2 separate regions of the Capsicum annuum genome follow, and region 1 is linked to region 2. Evidence: chromatin contacts called from public Hi-C data. All regions are on one chromosome and are shown on one strand. Each heading gives the region's core, a stretch centred on a gene start, on an enhancer-like site or on the middle of the called end of the contact. The rest is flanking DNA. Distances are from core to core; before and after follow the strand shown. Region 1 holds the start of LOC107857618 (helicase-like transcription factor CHR28). Region 2 has its middle 34 kb from the start of LOC107857617.

Evidence for each region. A called contact is a pair of places that touch in the nucleus more often than the background predicts.
Region 1: a Hi-C map of leaf shows a contact between it and region 2, with 2.8 times the contacts expected there. The contact joins the promoter of LOC107857618 here to the enhancer-like site in region 2. A contact is called at or near these places in 2 of 5 Hi-C or Micro-C datasets (leaf and placenta).

The regions. Positions count from the first base shown.
Region 1 is chr2:21,878,870-21,882,600 of UCD10Xv1.1, forward strand. It overlaps LOC107857618 (helicase-like transcription factor CHR28), which reads left to right and starts at 2,431. Exons shown (of 13, transcript XM_016702461.2): 1 at 2,431-2,629; 2 at 3,043-3,162; 3 at 3,243-3,378; 4 at 3,472-3,645. The coding sequence starts at 3,061.
Region 2 is chr2:21,755,728-21,759,954 of UCD10Xv1.1, forward strand. No RefSeq gene overlaps it. Among protein-coding and RNA genes, the nearest start is that of LOC107857617, 34 kb to the right of the region's middle. Within about 2 kb of position 2,379, at least 4 of the 5 cell types and tissues checked have an H3K27ac peak or open chromatin away from gene starts, as enhancers often do. A contact at or near this core is called in leaf, where this site is marked.

The DNA.
Region 1 (3,731 bases), core at 1,181-3,680, 120 kb after region 2:
GTCTACACAATGGAAATAACCTTACAAATCTCACTTTAGAGTCAAAACTAAAAGTCGATTCACCAATTTTCAAACTAAAGATCAAATTAAAATTTTCAGAAACTTAAAATTGTAATATGCCATTTTCGAGCTTTTAGTACGAAGTATAAAATTTTACGTCCTTAAAATGTATTTTAGATTATTCTAACATATTGACCAAAAATATATGAAAATAAATTTAAACTTAAAATTCTATTTCGAATACTTATTTCCTTCAAACATCAAACGGATTGACAAATAACAAAAAATACATGAGAATAAAGTTAGTACTCAGAATTCTATACCTTAAATCAAATTTCATAAATTCATAACTAAGTAATCACAAACTTCTTACCTTCAAAAATTGAACAGATTTACAAAAATGCATACGAAAATAAAGTTAATACTTAGAGACTTAGAGTTCTACTTCAAATATGTTAAATTAAATATAGATATAATATGTTATATCAAATGAGCTGGGGTCTATCGGAAATAACTTTTCTACTTGGTCTGAGCTAGTAGTATGGAGTACCTTGTGGGAATTTACTTGATATGTTGTTGTTGTATGTTATATCAAATGATTAAATCAATAGGAATCACTATGATAATAATGCTATAGACTAAATAACAGGAATCACAGGTTTACATAACTAATAAAGATAGTCTCAAAATAATCTTTCATAGGAGAAAAAAAAAAGAAGCAAAAAATCAAATCAACAAGAATCACACATTATATAGTGTTGTCTTAAAATATTGCATAAAAACTATCGAACACCTTTGAAAGGAGTAAAACTTGTTGCAACCAAAAAGCGAACCACCATTCCTGTAATATAAACCTTTGATTTTTCAGGTGAGATAAAACCTTAGCTTTTTTGTTTGTGCTTTTGTTTCGTCCAAATTTTTTGTTAGAAAATTTTAACTAAAAGAGAAACACGAGAAATAGTTAAAAGGGAGAATTCATTATCACTTATTGATTATGTATATCCATAAGGATGGCGATAATGAATGCAAGAAGACACACAAAAGAAAAGAAAAGAAAAGAAGAAAAAAAAAGAAAAGAAAAGAAACAGAAGGAACATATTTTGGTGATAAACAACAACAACAACAATAACCCAGTATATTCCCACACAGTGAGGTCTGGGGAGGGTGAAATGTACGCAGGCCATACGGCTACCTCCGAAGAAGTAGCGAGTGCTAGAAGAAGTTTAATCAAAATTTTACTTAAATATAATCATAAGGCTTCTTTTTATATAAGGTGATCTTCTAATTGATTTAGAAATATTAAGTAAAATCAAATAAATTTTTTTATCCCTTAGTGTTATTTTATAATTAGATATTTTAGGGATATAGGAAAAGGCAATTGTGTTTGAGACTAAAAATCATGAAAGTAATATAGAATTTAAGTTACAAAAATATTTTATAAACAAATAACTTAATCGAAAATATGAGGAGATAAATATTGTGGTAAGAATTTGCAAATATAATATACATGAATTGAAATTTGGTGTGATTAATATGTAGAAGTTCTAGAGAAATTCTTACTAAAAAAATGTTAAATATTACAATATTTATTATAGGATCGTAATTGATTATTTGCCTTTAATTTTACCTAATAAAATTTATTTACATAAATCTACCGGGGTTGGGTGTCAGAATCATGAGTCGGGGTCGAGCCTCGATTGAGAGTGTCAGACTCTGAGTAATATATTATGGTCGGGAGCAGGGGTTCGATTTCGAACCAGGAGTCGGATTGTCAGCCATGTTGTATGCAGTCTTCCTATAGACCAAAGGCATTAGGAGTGTTTTCACTAGCCTATGTAGTCGGGGACTGACATCATTGACAAGAAACTTTGGATCATTGAAAAATCCCTCAGCCGTAGGAGTTCGAAATACGATCGGATTCTAGAAACAATAACTAATGCTATTTTGCTAAAATATTTGTATTAATTGGTGTATAATTTTATACTCTCACATTTCTTTTTAGGTGCTCGATTTAAGTTGGACACACCCCGTAATAAATTCTTTATTCTTATGAAATTTAAAATACTTTTACTACTATACCTCTAATTAAGTTTAGATTGGGTATAACCCTGGTCTCTTTTTAATTAAGAGGGTATTTGAATTAACTTATTTTTGAGTGCTTTGACTTTTAAATATTTTTTTATTTTAAAAGTGTTTGATAAAAATAAAAAGTACTTAAAAACACTCTACTTTAGCTTGAAAAATACCAAAAAAAGTCAAAATCAAAAGTAAATTATTACCTACTTTTAACTTATGACTTTTAAGCCACTTAAAATAATTTCATTCAAACACTCCCCAATAATCTTGTTAATATGAACAAGAATATAGTAGAAAGAATTTAACTGAATTATTTTAAAAAAATTTAAAAAGCAAGGTACAAACACAATCTTAAAAAAGGAGGAGTGAGTGGGGCAACGGCGTACATGTTCAGGGAAGCCAAAATACTAGGGAGTGTTACTAACCCAAACAAAAGCGTGGATTGTTTTTCTCCGCCTCTGATCGACTGACTGACTGACTCACTCCATTAGGGCTTCTTATCACTTGGCTTTTCAGAACCGAAAATTAGCTACTCTTCTGTGTCATCGGTTAGGTTTGTTTTTGAATCTCTCTCTGTGTACGGGCTTAAAAATTGCTTTTTTCCCTAATGGGTATTTCAAAATGTTATCTTCCGATGTAAGTTTAGTTGATAAACTAATTGTGGTTCAGATTAGTACCAATTGAGTGGAATGTTCTATGTTTTTTGCTGTGAATTTGAGTTATTTCTCTCTTTCTATTTAATCTTTTGTAAGAATTTTTCTTTTTCTCGTTTCTTGAATTTGTTGAATGTGAGAAACCCGGCTAGCCTAGCGCTACTATCTTGATTTAGTGATCATATTATTATTATTATTATATATTTTTTTCGTTTATGTCTACTCTCTCCATGCATGGCTTCTGTTTTCTATTGGAACCGCTTTTTCTCTCATTGTGTTTCAGTTTATGTTATTCAATTCCTTTTTTTGACAGTGACAGTAGGATTGTTTGATGCGTGACCATGTGGATCCTGTTGGCGATTTTCTAGAGTTTGCCTGTAGCTTCTTCCACAAACTTCTTGTTAACTTGGTTTTAAGACATTGCTCCCATCTGGTAAGAGAATAGTTTACCGTTTCTGAATTATTTAAGATGCCTGTTTTATGACATTGCCATATAGTGTTTCTTGAGTACAGGTTCGTTCAATTTTCTCTCCAATGGATGCAATTGATATCTCTTCAGATGATTCGGACTTGCGTGAAATAGACAACTACACAGAGTCACCTCTCAGGGATTCTGCTACTTCTCGAATCCTTCCATCATGGGCAACAGGTTAAAATATTAATTTTTTTTCTCTTCCTGGCTCAAAGTTATTATGGTGAGTTTGTCTGTTTGTCTATAACTTAGACCATCGAACAATGTCAGATAGCCTTCCATCCCAAAAGTTTCCGTCACCAACAAGACCAAGTTATCTCAATGGAGGTTCCTCTAACTATCATAGCAATAGATATATGAATCCTCCAACTATTACTGACGACAATGGACCATCAAGTTCGCGAGCAGTTAGAGATGTGAATTTTGAGTACTCTTCTGGAAATGGTAATAATGGTCTGTGACAAGTATTATAGGCGGAATACCTCACATAGTACTCTTTATTGAAAAGAAAACCTTCTTTTCTGATGCAG
Region 2 (4,227 bases), core at 1,129-3,628:
TGAGATGTGACTTATGGGAACTTAGAACCAAAATTTGAATAAAGTGACCAAAATAGAAATCTATTTAATAAGTTACCAAAATAGGTTAGACATAATAATTTATTACGTTTTATACCTTTTTTTAACGGTTTGATAGCGGATGTGTACAGTAAAAAGGTTTTAGTAAAACGTAATAATTTATTACGTTTTACAAAACTTTTTTATAAAACGTAATAATTTATTACGTTTTACAATTTTTTTTGTAAAACGTAATGATTTATTACGTTTACATGATTTGATATAAAGCAGTGTTGTGATAGTACACTGAGTTTTTTTTAAAAAAATTATAAATTAAAACTTTATAACTTTTTTACAAAAACAACATACCCAGTGTATTCCCACCTAGTGGGGTCTAGTGAGGGTAGAGTGTACGCAGATTATACCACTACCTTAGGAGAAGTAGAGAGGTTGTTTCAAAACTTTATAACTTTTTTAACTTTTATAAATTAAAACTTTTTATTACAATTTATAAATTATAACTTTTATTACGTTTCTTACCAATTTTTTTTTTTAAAAAGTTATTGCTTCGTTTTGTCAAATCAAGTACCCCTTGCTCACTCTTTTTGACTTTTTCTTTCATAAATTGTATTAAGAAGTTACTTTTTAATAAATAAATAAAAAAATACGTAATTTTAAATTTATTTTATGAATACGTACTAACAAATTACATTGTTTTCTAAATTTGGTCAGATGAATATATAATTATTGATATCACGTCTCATACAAACTGACCGAATGATTAAAATGTGTAGTTAAATATTATGTTTTAGAAAATACATTATATTTCTAATTAGAGGGCCACACGCTCATGTAAAGTTAAAATTTAGGTAGAAAAAAAATATATTTTCAATTCACCAACCAAACACCATAAAATATTTTCCACTCAGCAACCAAACATAAGAAAATAAATAAAATACCAACTTATTTTCGATGCAAAATATTTTCCATCATACCAAACACACCCTAAGAGCAGCTATAGTGGCATTCAACCTCTTAATCTTTGTCTCCAGGAACCCAAATAAGCCAACTTTGCTGTTGGTGAGAAATATATTCATTTCTTTCTATTTATTTAGCTTATTTAGTACCCCGATGTTCCGAAAACCAAGTCTATCCAGCGGGGGGGGGGGGGGGGGGGGGGGGTAGTTCCACCCCTCCCTGTGCTTAGACCCACTCTTTTTATATTAGGACTCTCATTGTCATGACCCTGCTGCTGTTCTTCTCCCCCCCTCCCCTATTACTAGGCTCAGGTGGTAGCATTTCTGCATCAGGACCAGTGCCCTGTTGCCTTTGCTTGCCCTCATCTAATCTGTCTTCTTCCTTAAATAAGGCAAAGGAATTGTGAGTTGTATGGATTTATCCTTCAGTTGCACCCCAGCCTTCTTGGGGCTCTGTTGCTTGCCCTGGATCATGTTATTTCCTGCTGCTTTGTGTGGAGTGGATACAGACTTTCCCTATCGTTGTGCCCCTTTCTCATTTACCTCCCTTAACAGACCCCTGCAAGTTTTCTTGGTATGACCAAAGTTCTTACAATGCTCACAAAGAGTTTTCTTCCATTCATACTCTACCTCTTGCTCGACGACCTTCCCTAACTCATTCTCAAACATAATCATATCAGGATAAAGCTGATTCAAGGGCACTTCAACCATAACCCTTGCATACATCAATTTCTCTTTTGATGTAGTAGCTGTATCTGCCTTCACAGAATTCTCCACAAGCCCAACTTAGTCAAAACATTGCAACCCCAATACTTCTAATCCAGCCATATGAGCTTGATCCAATTTGGCACCTGTTCAACCATAACTCTGCTAAGCTTCATGTTCGATTGCCATGGTTTCACTACTACCAACTTCCGATCAAATATTTGCATACCTTTCTCCACTACCTGAGTACGACTATCCACACTATAAAATCAAACCATAAACACTCCTTTGTTCAGCTGAACAACTTTATCCACATCCAGGGATCCCTAAATTCATTTGAAAAAACCTCAAACACTGCAAGTGGTGGATTAGAACCCAGAACAAAGCATTATGTTCAAGCTCTTCCTTTACATAATCAAGTGTGATTTTGACATTGAGCCCCAAGTTTGCCTCGCTTGTCAAATCAAAACCCTCTATCGGTATAGTTCTCCCCACCATAACACACCACAATTTTCCCCTAATTTCAGAGTGCACAATCTCTTCTAAGCTAACCACTTCCTCCTATTCAACTTGCTTAGTTCAGGAATTGAGCCTGGTTTCCAAATCCTCAATGATGATGCATTTGTCGAAGGCGAAATTGCTTGTCCTTGCTTTAAATCTTAGTCTAGTGGTAAAACCCCCTGAATCACACTGAGACTTCGGGTACATCGCCCGTTTGTGGGCCTCTCCTGATCATCCTAGCCACCAATTGCCGCCCTCTGCCTCCATTGCTGTCATTACTCCTTCCTCTAGGTTTCAATTTCCTCGCCATATCATCCCTAGTAGCTAAGAGGAGACTTCATTTTAGAGAGAGAAATTCTTTGATTATATCATCTTCTATTTGAAATTGAAGATCGATATCATTATTTCTATCAATGTCCTTGAGTCTTTAATTCGTTTTTTAAAACTGAATATAAAATATAACACATTTATCAAGTTTAACAGACTAAAATTGTGATAAAATCACATTCCTTTTTGCAAGTACAAATATGGGTAATGTGTTTAGGAATATGACTTGATTATGTATAAAAGATTTGCGTAATTTGAAAAATTAAAATTTTAAAATCAAATAGCTAGAAAGAAAATATTAATTTATGATAAGAAAGATTAAAAGGGTAACTTAAATAATTTCGAATTTTTAATGGTTTCGAACACTTTCTTTCATAACTTTGTTTAATTACACGATATCCCAAATTTTGATATTTGTGATACATATCTTTAGCCTTGGTACATATGCATTGTGATACAGTTGTGATTGAGTGGTTAGTTAAATAAAGAAGTAACTAATTTTCAATTATTATAGGGAGTAAAATTAGGCGCAAATTGTGGTATAAATATATCTGGTTGCAGATGTATCATGATGATACATTTGGTAAAATTACTCAATACTTATTAAAAATTCAATCTCACACAAAAATAAATAGTTTACATATGTCAAATATATGTTAAATGTATCAGACATTTATAAATAAATAAAAAATATGAATCACTATCACAAAGTATTTGTTATATGTTTCACCAGTATTCCAACAACAAATGTATCATATTGGTAATATATATATTTTGGTAACTGATTAACAACATCAATGCATATTTTTGTACTATTATATCAGTGTTACACATGTCGTTTCTCATGAGATAAAATGTATCAATGGTGCACGTAGAAAATGTATCACGAGATTAAATAAATATCATATGTATCAATTGAAAAAAATCTAAATTAAATGAAGGTGATAAATCATTAAATGACAAAAGAACATATGCATCATTAAAAAGAATTATGAAAAAAGTACATAAGAAGTTTTTGATATGTATCTATATATGTAAAAAAAAAAAAAAAAAAAAACAGTTTGGTGCACTAAAGTTATCGCTACGAGCGGTGTTCAGGAAAGGGCCTCACCACAAGGGTGTATTGTATGCAGCCTTACCTTACATTTCTGTCAGAGGTTGTTTCCAAAGTTTGAACCCGTGACCTCCTAGTCACATGACAACAACTTTATCAATTACTCCAAGGCTCCTATTCATGTGTATCTATATATGTATTAAATACATTTATTTGATACATATGTCTTAATACATATGTATATGTCTTGATAGTTATGATTGATACATATACTAATCTACTACCACCACCTCTCCCTAGTTCGTCCGCACCATCACCGCTACCTTGGCTACCCTACCTCCTCCGTCGTTTGTCATTACCATCACTGCCACTATGGTCGTTCTCATTTGAAATCTAACAACTGATTGCTCAATTTCTTCTCTTTCCTTTAATGGGTATTGACTTAAAAGTTGAAAAAAAATTAAAATTGATAAAAGAAATGTTGATAAAAAAGATTTAAAAAAAAATAATGAAATTGGTGAAAAAGTTGCAGTAGTAAAGATGAAAGTTATCTCAATTGATGATAATTTGGGAGAAATTTTAGACGATAAATTTTTTGAAAAAAAAAGAATTGCATGCGTTAATTGTGGGATAAAAGTAGGAAGAGGGTTTTGTTCATATGTATCA